3 separate regions of the Sus scrofa genome follow, and regions 2 and 3 are each linked to region 1. The links are chromatin contacts, called in public Hi-C and HiChIP or PLAC-seq maps. All regions are on one chromosome and are shown on one strand. Each heading gives the region's core, a stretch centred on a gene start, on an enhancer-like site or on the middle of the called end of the contact. The rest is flanking DNA. Distances are from core to core; before and after follow the strand shown.

Region 1 (3,888 bases), core at 424-2,923:
CTGCCTCTCATGAGAGTAGAGCAGGGGAGGTAGTGGAGAGGATTATTTTTTCTGCTATTGTTATTAACATTTGCATTGCGAGATTGGGTATAGAGCTGCATTTGACAAATGTCAATTCATGTAATACTTGTTTTTATTCCTCTTCCCCACCTGCTGCTCAGTGCTTCGGGCACTGTGTACACTGCAATGGATGTGGCCACAGGACAGGAGGTAAGTAACCGCCTCCTACAACTGTGCCTTTAGTTCCACTCTTTATTTTTTAAGTTTTAGCTCTTCTTAGATTAGTAGGGACACTTCTAGTTTCTTGCTGTTGTAGAGTAGAAATCTGTAACATGATGAGACTTACAGATTTTGGAAAAAGTCACTGTGACTTTTGGGGACAGATTGGAGGAGATGAGTGGAGTGGGTGAGTCAGGAGGTTATTGTGTAATTCCACGTGAGAGATGATGGTTTGGACTAAGGTGGTAGCATAGACTGAATGGGTAGAAGTGTATGAAATTGAGAGGTACTTAAGTAGATTTGGCAGAATTTGTTGAATGTGAGGATGACTCACAGGGAGTGATATTAATCAAGGAAAAAGAAAAAAGGAGGAGATAGAGGTTTGAAGTTGGATATTGCCTGAGAGACCTTCTTGTGAAACTGCTTGGTGGACAATTATTTTTATAATTTTGGTTCTTGGGAGAGAAATCTGATATAGAAGAGACTTAAACACATGTCTCTTGACTCCTAGTCTGGTGGTTTGCAGGATTCCAGTAGACTTTGAAGTCCTCATTTGGAAGCATCTCTTGGTCCTCATACTTCGTAAGCTGGAGAACTCTGATCTTATTGCTAAGGCCTGATGACCTAAGATCTTTTTTTGTGTGTGCATGTGGGGGGGTCTTTCTGTCTTTTGTAGGGCTACACCTGTGGCATGTGGAGGTTCTCAGGCTAGGGCTCTAATCAGAGCTGTAGCTACCGGCCTACGCCAGAGCCACAGCAACGCGGGATCCGAGTTGCATCTGTAATCTACACCACAGCTCACGGCAACGCCGAATCCTTAACCCACTGAGCAAGGCCAGGGATTGAACCTGCAACCTCATGGTTCCTAGTCAGATTCGTTGACCACTGAGCCACTATGGTATGTTTACCACACTGCAGATAAAGTGATCCTACTGATACCTCACTTGATTCTATTGAATTCTTACTAAAAACATTATAGATTCCATTATATGTTTTATGTATAAAACATTAACAGGAGAGATGTTAATGTTTTATACATTATATTATGTGAGATGAAGAAGATGCCTGTCTTATAAATTCCTGAATCCCAAATTCCTTACATGTAGTAGGTATTTAATATTTTAATGTAAGTAAATGATTGATCATTCACCCTAAAATAAAGAAAAAGAACCCTATGAGGTAGGGAATATTATTTCCTTTTTATTGATGAGGAATTTAGGAGTTGGGAATTTAATCTTTACATGGTTGTGCTGTCAGCAGTTAGCAAGGACTGTGTTAGAAGCTTTTGATTCTGAAACCTAAACTTATACTTTCTGAGCTGTAAGGTTAGGCATTAGTGCCCCTTGCTGTGTTTCTGGCCTCTGAGGCCTCATCTCCCTTGATGGGAGGCAGCCTGGTGCTGGGAGTTTCTTGGAAGGCCTCAAGGTTCTTTTTCTCTTATAGGAGTGCCGTCTGCTGGCCTGAATAGAATGTGTGAGAAGCTGGCCACAGGAAACAGAAACTTGACTTCACTATGTGCCTGCCTTGTGGTTACAAAACTATGAATGGAAGTGGGTCCATTAGGGTGGCTAATGCAATGTAGTCAAGAAGGCCTCATTTCCTGCCCCAGGGAGTATAAATTTTTAGTGTAGCTGGCGAGGTGCTCTGTGTTTGTGAGTGAGTACTTACTGGGAGTTTGCCAGCTAAGAAGAAGAGAGCTATTGTCTATCACACATGGGAAGATAGAATGTTAGTGCTGGGAAGTTTTCCAGTTACAGATCCAACACTTAATTTTCAAGCCCTTTTTAGACAGAATGCATGAAATAGAAAGAATAGAGTGGAAGAGGCTTTGAAGTCCTGTGAACCTGAAGGCATTGATTATGACCTTGCGCAACTTTCTTGTAAATCTTAGTCCCAATTTCCTTACCTGAAAATGCAGATAATGATTTTTGCTTGGCAGGGTTCTTGCTAGGTTTTACTGAGATACTGTCAGTAGAGGACCTTGCCTAATACTAGCACCTGGTAGGCATTCAATAAATAGTAGTGGTGGGAGGGTGGTTGGTTTTTGCTGAAATTCCTGCTAATAACGTTGTCATTCTTGCTGCTTTGTGCCAAGTACTCATGAAATGGAGTTATAACAAATTAGCATTTTCATTGTTGTCTTACTGTATTATTTAAATTTCTTATGTATGAGTAACACATTGACTACTGTCTCCTTTAGTTCTCAAAACAGTCCTGTAAGAAGGGGAATCAGGGTTGGGATTATTATCCTCAGTATTGATAAAGAGACTGAGGCTCAGAGAGCTGTGATTGGTCAAGGTTAGTAAGTGAAAGACTCGGTCCCAGAGTTTAGGTCCTCAGAGTTCAAGTCTAGTTCTTTTTCTCTTATAGGAGTGCTGTCTGCTGGCCTGAATAGAAGGAATCTGATTAGCCGAGGGGCCTTTAGCCTAGCCCATAGTTAGTCAGTCAGTAGTCAGTAGCTATTGAAAAGGACTCCTGGTGTCCTGCCACTGCCTCTATGGCTGGCCTCTCTTCTCCCTTTGTGCTGCCAGCTGTGACCTCTTTGACATTCATAAGGATGGCCTGCGGAACTCCAAAGGCACTCCTTTGGGTCCAGGTCTTGTGTGTGTTGTAAGGGCTTATTATCCTAATGTAATGGGTCTTTAGATCAGTGTATTCTCTTCAGACATGAGAAAAAGCTAATCATCAGCTGTTCTAGAAAGCCGCAACCAGACCAGAAGCCTAACCTGAAAGGAGACCCCACTCCAAAGCAGGTTTTTTTTCCTCACTTAGGGTGGGGAATAGAGGTGATCAAAATGTTTAAAACGTCGTTTCTATTCTTAGTAATGAACTAGCTCTTGACCAATGACATTACTTGACTTGAAAAAATTAGAGTTCAGGGTTTTTCCCATAAAAGTTGAGTCATTCATACTCTATACTTCTTGCTGATTCTGGAAAGACTTATTTAGTTGTCCTATAAGGTGTTTATGTTCTTGTCTGTTAAGCAGGAAAAAAAATATCTTTAAGGAATAAACGTTTGGGAAATAATTTAAAGTCTACTCCTATAGGATAAAGTAGTCTATTGCTGATCCTTTTTGTGGTTTTAAAACAAAATACTTATCAACCCACTGAATTCTCTCTTTTCCTCTTCATTTCCACAAACATTTGTTGAATACCTGCTGTATATCAGGCCTTGTGCTTGGCGTCAGGGATTTTCCAAGCTTTCAAATGGGCTCTCAAGCTTTCTAGAAATACACACCCTAACAGTCATCATACAGCTCAGTGTGTGGTATGTTCCACACAAGAGGTATAAATATGATCTTATGGGGCTTCAAAGAAGGAAAAAAAGCCAATCTTGTTCAGAGAATGAGGTTTCTTTAGGCCTAACAAAAGTATAGGAAGGTTTTGAACATGTGAAAACAATGCAAGATGTTCCAAATGGAGAGAAGCTCAGATCACAGAATACATGAAGAAATACAGAGAGAAGTAAGATAGGGGTCAGATCATAAGGACTTTGAATGTTGGGCTGAGGAGCATCTCTAGGCACAACAGGAGCCATTTCTGTAAAAAAGGGGAGAGTGTTATTAAACGTATTAATCAGACTGTGTCTACAGGATAAATGGGCATCACTTGTGAGGATTCCAATCCTGACTTTGCTGCCGAATAGCTATGCATGCAAGTCACATACCC
Region 2 (4,105 bases), core at 1,001-3,500, 140 kb before region 1:
CCTGGCTTCACCAGGCTGTGTGACCAAGTGTAAGGTATACAACTTCTCTAAATTTTAGTTTCTTCATCTGTAAAAATAGATAACTTTCCTTTATAAAGTTGTTTGAAGGAACACGTGTAGAATATTTGACATCATCTGTAACCTGAACAGTGGCGAGAACTCCGTAATTGTTTTCTCTTGGGATCTTTCAGTTGTGATCTCTTCAGGTATAAGGTCTGTATCCATGTCATGACTGTATATCAGGCTCGTTGATATGGTTTCAGATTCACATTGTGACCAGCTTTGAAGACCATACTGCAACAGATTAAATGCAGAAGCAGATATAATAATCCAGCTCTGTTCTAGACAGTAAAGAGAGTTTTAAAAATAAGCATTGCTACTCTTGCTAGATTTTTTATTTGGGTAAATGTTATTTTTTATTTTATTGCTTTTTTTAGGTCCGTACCCATGGTATATGAAAGTTCCCAGGCTAGCAGTTGAATTGGAGCTGCAGCTACCTGCCTACGCCACAGTCACAGCAACGTGGGATCCAAGCTGCATCTGCAACCTACACCACAGCTCGTGGCAGCACTGGATCCTTAACCCACCAAGCAAGGCCAGGTCTCCAACCCACATCCTCTTGGATGCTAGCTGGGTTCTTAACACACAGAGTCATGAAGGGAACTCCAAGTAAATGTTATTTTCCATAGAACTTATCCTTTATGTGAATGTACAAAGAAATTATTAATTTTTTTTCTTTTTCCTTTTTTTTTTTTTTTTGTCTTTTCTTGAGCCACTCTGGCAGCATATGGAGGTTCCCAGGCTTGGGGTCGAATCGGAGCTGTAGCCACCGGCCTACACCAGAGCCACAGCAGCACGGAATCCAAGCCGTGTCTGCGACCTACACCACAGCTCATGGCAACGCCGGATCCTTAACCCACTGAGCACGGCCAGGGATTGAACCCGAAACCTCATGGCTCCTAGTCAGATTCATTAACCACTGCGCCACGACGGGAACTCCCAATTTTTTTTCTTTTTATAGCTGCACCTGCAGCATATGGAAGTTCTTGGGCTAGCAGTCGAATCGGAGCCACAGCTGCTGGTCTACACCACAGCCGTGACAACACTGGCATGTTACACTTACCACTATACCACCAATGTTACACTCATGGCAACACTGCATCTGAGCTGCATCTGCAGCCTACACTGTAGCTGGCAGCAATGCTGGACCCACAACCTACTGAGTGAGGCCAGGGATCAAACCTGCCTCCTCATGGACACTGTGTCGGGTTCTTAACCTGCTGAGCCACACCAGGAACTCGACAAAGGTTCTTTTTACATTAATTAATACATATTCAAAATATTCTCGGTTTTCATTTCTAATATAGTACATGCTGATACACAGAACCTAGATAAATACCATTCTTTGGGATCCTCAGTAATTTTTAGGAGTGTAAAGAAGTCCTGAGACCGAAAAGCTTGAGAAGCACTGTCCTTCTTTGCAGTTGGATCCCTGCTGCAACACCCAGGACAACCAGCCTCCAGGGTGTGCTCTGACACTTCGTGGGACAGGGGAGGGGTCATCACGTCCCGGAACAGCTGGTTTTATCTCTGGGCTCCTCTGCCTGCTAGAAAGTTCTGGCAATGAGTCAAAAATCTCAGTTTTGTAGACTCCCACTGACTGGTCTTAGACCCACCCGTTATCTTCACACATTGCAATTTGGAGCCCTCTTCCCCGTCGGCAAGACAGTCATCAGTTCCCCTTTGTGGCGCCCCGGAGGGAATCAGCCTGTCCTTCGGGCGACTGAAGCGCATGTGTGTTTTTCCGAGTCAGCCAGTGATTTGTAGCAAGCTCTGCCAAGCCAGATCGCTCACAGCTGCTCTTCCAGGAACCAGAGGATTATCCTCCGTCCCGCAGTGGATGTGAGAACCTTTTTGTTGTTGGTTTTACCAATAAATGAAAGTTTTCCATTATAAAGGACACATACTTATGAAGGAATTTTTTTTTTTTAAAAAAGTAGGGAAAAAAGAGATTTAAAAATAGAAATGGGGTCATGATTAGCCCTGACTTTCCTGTTTTGGCATCTAGCTCCCTTTCAGGCTTGCCCTGAATACTGTTCTTTTCAGACAATTCTTACAGGCAGGTATGTGCACTATGCCTCCAGCGGCTTCACAGAGTGACAGGCTGCCTGCTCCTTGGTCAGTCCCCAGCCCCATCAGGACAGCGGTGGCGGAGGGACACTCAGAGGAAACAGGAAGCTTGCAAGGATTGTGACTCCTGTGCTATCTGAAGGCACTTTAGGCCAGATCTCTCCAGGCTGCGTAGGGTCAAAGAGAACAGACACGGTACTACAGCAGCAACTAGTAAATTTTTTTTTTCTGCATTTTTTGGGGGAGGTAAAACATGAAGTCCTTAGGGACATTCTACTTCTGAGAATCTATACTAAGGAAATGATAGGAGATTTAAATGGCGTTATGTGTCTATTGTTATTTATAATGTTAATATGAATGTATAATAACAAGCTAAATGCTCCACAGTAAAGGTTTGGTTTAAAAACTACCTGCAGGAGTTCCCTTCGTGGCTCAGCAGTTAACAAACCTGACTAGGATCCATGAGGATGCAGGTTGGATCCCTGGCCTTGCTCAGTGGGTTAAGGATCCGGCATTGCCGTGAGCTGTGGTGTAGGTCGCAGATGTGGCTTGGATCTGGGCTTGCTGTGGCTGTGGTGCAGGCCGGCAGCTGCATCTCTGATGGGCCCCCTAGCCTGGGAAACTTCATAAGCCCCGGGTGCGCCCTAAAAATACAAAACAAACAAACAACCCCCCCCAACTATCTGCAAGGGAACAAGGGATATATGGGAAGTCTCTGTACCTTTCCCTCAGTTTTGCTGTGAACCTAAAACTGCTTTAAAAAATGAACATCTTTAAAAAACCAGAAAACAACTGTATGCTTGTAGGTTCTGGGCTAGTAAAAATAAATGACATTTACAAAAACTTTGATGTGGGAAAATTTTAAACATAGAGAGTTATCTGGTTTGTGACTAGTATACAGTTTTTATGTTTTATTGACTGAAAATTGAAAAAAGCAGGTAAGCAATATATATATAGGACAGTTTTTTTTTTTTTTTTCTTTTTTCTTTTGGCCATACTTGTGGCCTGTGGAAGCTCCCAGGTGAGGAATTGAACCCTTGCCACCATAGTAACCAGAGCTACAGCTGTGACGATGCCGGATCCTTAACCCACTGAGCCACCAGGGAACTCGAGTACAGTTTGGATTACGTAAATGTTTTGTTACAAAGTGAAAAAAATTTATCTTCATGGTTGGCACCAACATGTCTCAACGGAGGAAACTGTCCTGTGAAAATGCTTTGAAATGCCCTGTAGGCACAGATGTCAACAGATGTCCAGCTCAGACAAGGGGAAGCTGCTGTGCATGAAGCAAAGAGAGGAGTATGGTTTATTGACTGTGAAAAGAATGGGGAAGAAAGAAGCTATTGGTCAGCACTATTACAATCGCAAATGACGGAAATTTAACTCAGTCTGGCTTAAGGGAAAACCCCAGGTGTCTCCTTAGATAGCTTGGATGTAGGGACTCGAACATATTTTGTTCTCTCTCCATCTCTTGCTTTGGTCTTCCTTTGTCTTGATTCCCTCTCAAGCAGGCTCTTTACTTGTGGTGGCAAAGACGGGCACCAGCAATGCGAGGCTGACCTTTCCACCAGCACAGTGACCCCAGGGGCACCTCCCACCAAGAGTTCCCACAAGCCTGTCCCTGAATAGCAGTCTGGCCAGGAAGATGGAATGCACCAGTTTCTGGGCTTAGTCACTTGTTTGGTCACTGGAATAGGATAAGGGTCAGCCTTGCTCAAGTTTTTTGGAAGTTCCAAAAAATAATTTGCAAGGTTTCTGGCATGGGCTTCTAAAACCCTCAGGATTTCCTGAGTGACAAAAATGCCTTTGTTATTATTATAACCCTTGGATCACTCCTGAGTTTATGCTAATGAGGGGACTCGTGATGGAACCCTACCTAGCTTCAGGATGGAGACTGGTCCCCAGAAAGACCAGCCACTGGTTAGGTTGGGACTTTGCGCTAGCCCACCCTCAAGGGAGGGGAGAGAGATTAGAG
Region 3 (4,033 bases), core at 1,331-3,830, 190 kb before region 1:
AGATCCAATCTGCATCTGTGACCTACACCACAGCTCATGGCAACGCTGGATCCTTAACCCAAGGAGCGAGGCCAAGGATCCCACCTGCATACTCATGGATGCTAGTCGGGTTTGTTAACCACTGTGCCACGACGGGAACTCCTCAGATGAGTGTTTTTGTATTATTTGGGTAAATACCCAGGGGTGGCATTCCATGATAGTTCTACTTTTAATTTTTTGAGGAATCTTCATACTCTTTTCCATAGTGGTTACACCCCTTTTCATTGCCATCCACAGTCCATGCGTGTTTCTTTTTCTCCACATCCTAATACTTGTTATTCGTCGTCTTTTTTTTTTTTTTTGTCTTTTGTCTTTTTGTCTTTTGTTGTTGTTGTTGTTGTTGCTATTTCTTGGGCCCCTCCTGCGGCATATGGAGGTTCCCAGGCTAGGAGTTGAATCGGAGCTGTAGCCACCGGCCTACGCCAGAGCCACAGCAACGCGGGATCCGAGCCGCGTCTGCAACCTACACCACAGCTCACGGCCACGCCGGATCGTTAACCCACTGAGCAAGGGCAGGGACTGAACCCGAGACCTCATGGTTCCTAGTCGGATTCGTTAACCACTGCGCCACGACGGGAACTCCTCGTCGTCTTTTTGATAACACATGTTGCCATTCTGACAGATGTGAGGTGCTATTTCACTGTGATTTTGATTTGCATTCCCCTGATGACAGTGATGTTTTCATGTGCCTGTTGGCCATCTGTTTTTCTTTGGAAAAATGCCTATTCATGTTCTCTGCCCATGGGTTTTTTTGTTTGTTTTTTGTTTTGCTTTTTAGGGCCGCACCCATGGCATATGGAGGTTCCCAGGCTAGGGGTCCAATTGGAGCTGTAGCCACTGGTCTATTCCACAGCCGCAGCAATGCCAGATCCGAGCTGTGTCTGTGACCTACACCACAGCTCACAGCAATGCCGGATCTTTAACCCACTGAGCAAGGCCAGGGATCAAAACTGCATCCTTACGGATACTAGTCAGATTCGTTTCCACTGAGCCATAACGGGAACTCCTTCCGGCTCTCTTCTTATGCTTCCACACAAACGCTCTGTTCTAGTCAAACTGTCTTCTGTTATATTCCATGAACACACCAGGTCCATCCCTGTGTCAAGTCTGCAGCAATACAAGCTGCCGTTGGAGTGCTTATCTTGTACCCAAACTGAGCAAGCCAATTACATGTGTTCTCTCTAATCCATACAGTCAAATTTCAGGGAAAGCATGAGTATCCCCATTGTAAGGAAAGCAATCTGGTGTTCCGAGACTCCAAGAGACTAGCTGAAGTCCCGGCTTGCGAGGGGAAGCTGGAATCTGACGTGGGTCTGTGGACGCCAAAGCTCAGGCTCCTGAGCTGAAATCCCTGCCATCTGTTCCCACCCTGCCTTCCCTCCCAGGGTTACTTCTGCCTTAGGAGTCAGCTTGAGGAGTTGGCTTGTGGTGCCGGGGGTAAAGATCTGGCGGTGCGACTGCAGCGGACTGGGTCACTGCTGTGGCTCGGGTTAGATCCCTGGCCTGGAAACTGCTGCATGTCGTGGGTGTGGCCAAAAAAGAGAAAGAAAAAAGCATCATCTCTAGGAGTTCCCGCCATGGTGCAGTGATTAACGAATCTGACTAGGAACCATGAGGTTGCAGGTTCGATCCCTGGCCTTGCTCATTGGGTTAAGGATCCGGCGTTGCCGTGAGCTGTGGTGTAGGTTGCAGATGCAGCTTGGATCCCGAGTTGCTGTGGCTCTGGCGTAGGCCAGCAGCTACAGCTCCGATTAGACCCCTAGCCTGGGAATCTCCATATGCTGCAGAAGCAGCCTTTTCAAGGCAAAAAAAAAAAAAAAAAAAAGAATCATCTCTAATTTCACTCCTTCTCCACAAAGCCCTTCCCCCCACTTCTTTTCTATTTTCTCAATTTTCACCACACTCACCCCTCACATTGGCTCTCTGGGTGGGTGCACCTCTCGTGGTAACTTATTTTGTCCTGTTTCCTTCTCCTCAAGGCTGAGAAGGAGAAGGACCTTCCTCTGTGTGTCCGTCCTGGTCCTGCAGCTGTGTCGAGATGGTGATAGTGCAAGATCATAATACTCAGTCTTTTCTGAGATGCCTCCCCCGGGAATATCTGGAGAAGGGGAGCCCCTGTAGGCCCAAGGGGAGCTGAAATTTGAACTGATTAGGAGTAGAGCCTTCCATGGGCTCAGGTTTGGAGTGATGTTTCCAAGGAAGCCTCTAGGTGTCAGTAGAAAGCCTAGCTTTGCGAGCATGAGGCTCCAAGGAAATCAGAATCTGAGGCTGGAAAGGGTTTTTCTCGTCTTCGTCATCCACCTAAAGCTAGAATTCCCTCTCCAGCGCAGCAACGACCACAGCCACATTCCTTCCAGCCCAGCGGCGGGTGATGAGGCAGCCTCTTCAGAGGTCGGACGGCTTTATTAGAAGCTCCTCGTGAAACTTCACCTCCTCGGAGCTTTCTGGGCAAGGAAACTAAGTGAAAGCAGCCATGCCCTGCAGCTGATCCTGGGCCCGCGAGAGGCCAGACTGTGGCTGAATCGGGCCTTCCACCCGGGATTGATTACTCCAGGATGCTGCTGGCATCAGTGGGAGCCTCGCTGCTCTGGGCCGTCCTGCCCCTCAGCCCCTCCCTGATGGCCTAAGTGTTGTCCAGCCTCAGAGCATCTGGGAAGGAAGGACGGCAGCGCGCTGTCTTCTCAGACCCAGGGGTGAAGAGGGTGGCTCTTGACAGCAGAGCCCGTTGACCTGGAGCGTACGTGTCTTGCTCAAAGATGCCTTCCTTTCACTTCTGTTCTTCCCAAGGGCTCCTCTCCAACAGCCAGATCCTTGCTTAACCAGACTCAATTTTTCTGCTCAAAAAATAAGAATACCTCTGTGCTTCCCGGTCCCAACTTATTCTTTGGAAATGTAGAGAACAAACCCAATGTATCTTCCTCTGGGATTCTGAAGATAGAAGTCAAGCCATCCCTCCCTCCCTCCCTCCCTCCATCCATCCCTCTCCCCCTTCCCCCTTCCCTCCCTCCATCCATCCCCCTCCCTCCTTCCCTCCCTCCCTCCATCCATCCCTGTCCCCCTTCCCCCTTCCCTCCATCCATCCACTCTCCCTCCCTCCCTCCATCCATCCATTAAACACATCTTTACCTGGAACCTACCATGTGCCAGGCCCTGAATCTCTTAATAGGCAGATAATAAGTGGCAAATGGTATTATTAATGACCTGATGATTAACTTAGTCACAGGTAGGTTCACTTTTCTGTGGTGGATTTCTGAGGAGGGAATGGAGAGATGAGGAACCCAGCATTTACTGAACATAATTATCTGCCAGGCAAGGTGTAAGGTGCTTGTTTTACTTGCCGTATATTGTCTTACCATCATCTCATGAAGTGGGTTATCTATAGTAGGTCTCTATTTTATTTTATTTATTTTTAAAGTAGTTTTTAATTGCTAAAGACCCTTTATTTTATTTTATTTTTGTCTTTTTTAGGGCCACACCCACAGCATATGGAGGTTCCCAGGTGAAGGCCACAGCCATTGGCCTGCAAAACAGCCCCAGCAACACCAGAGCCTTAACCGTCTGAGCAGGGCCAGGGATCGAACCTGTGCCACAGCAGTGACAATGCTGGATCCTTAACCACTAGGCCACCAGGGAACTCCTCTTTACTATATTTGATCGATAAATTGCTATAATAATATGTAGGAAAATTTTCAAGAAAATACAAAGGATCACCCCCAAATCTCATATCTTAATACAACATTTTCTATTCTAATTTATACTCGTATGTATATATATGTCCATTGTAAATCCTTAATAAATGTAGGTTTTATTATAATTCCAAGTGCTTTATGTTTTGATTTTTTTTCACTCAGCCTTATTTAAGGGTAATTTATTCATGTTTCTGTGTAGTTTTCCTAATGATCACATTTAACAGCTGCCTAATAGTTTATGAATTTTTGTTATAATTTAATGCTTTTAGAGGTGACGTTCAGGAATTACTATCCAGAAATAGTCT

The links. A called contact is a pair of places that touch in the nucleus more often than the background predicts. HiChIP or PLAC-seq counts read pairs in DNA pulled down with a chosen protein or histone mark.
Region 2: a contact with region 1 is called in an H3K27ac HiChIP or PLAC-seq map of alveolar macrophages. The contact joins two enhancer-like sites. A contact is called at or near these places in 2 of 47 Hi-C or Micro-C datasets (embryonic fibroblasts and skeletal muscle) and 1 of 2 datasets of contacts at active chromatin or transcription factors (alveolar macrophages).
Region 3: a Hi-C map of embryonic fibroblasts shows a contact between it and region 1, with 2.6 times the contacts expected there. The contact joins two enhancer-like sites. A contact is called at or near these places in 1 of 5 promoter capture datasets (liver), 8 of 47 Hi-C or Micro-C datasets (brain, embryonic fibroblasts, epiblast stem cells and 5 more) and 1 of 2 datasets of contacts at active chromatin or transcription factors (alveolar macrophages).

What each region holds. Positions count from the first base shown.
Region 1 is chr9:11,850,311-11,854,198 of Sscrofa11.1, reverse strand. PAK1 (serine/threonine-protein kinase PAK 1) reads left to right here. Exons shown (of 15, transcript XM_005667164.3): 9 at 162-210. Among named protein-coding and RNA genes, the nearest start is that of PAK1, 120 kb to the left of the region's middle. Within about 2 kb of position 1,673, at least 6 of the 83 cell types and tissues checked have an H3K27ac peak or open chromatin away from gene starts, as enhancers often do. A contact at or near this core is called in alveolar macrophages and embryonic fibroblasts, where this site is marked.
Region 2 is chr9:11,993,571-11,997,675 of Sscrofa11.1, reverse strand. No RefSeq gene overlaps it. Among named protein-coding and RNA genes, the nearest start is that of PAK1, 23 kb to the right of the region's middle. Within about 2 kb of position 2,250, at least 25 of the 83 cell types and tissues checked have an H3K27ac peak or open chromatin away from gene starts, as enhancers often do. A contact at or near this core is called in alveolar macrophages, where this site is marked.
Region 3 is chr9:12,037,733-12,041,765 of Sscrofa11.1, reverse strand. The region is part of intron 1 of LOC106504821 (a long non-coding RNA gene); the gene reads left to right. Among named protein-coding and RNA genes, the nearest start is that of AQP11, 26 kb to the left of the region's middle. Within about 2 kb of position 2,580, at least 24 of the 83 cell types and tissues checked have an H3K27ac peak or open chromatin away from gene starts, as enhancers often do. A contact at or near this core is called in alveolar macrophages and embryonic fibroblasts, where this site is marked.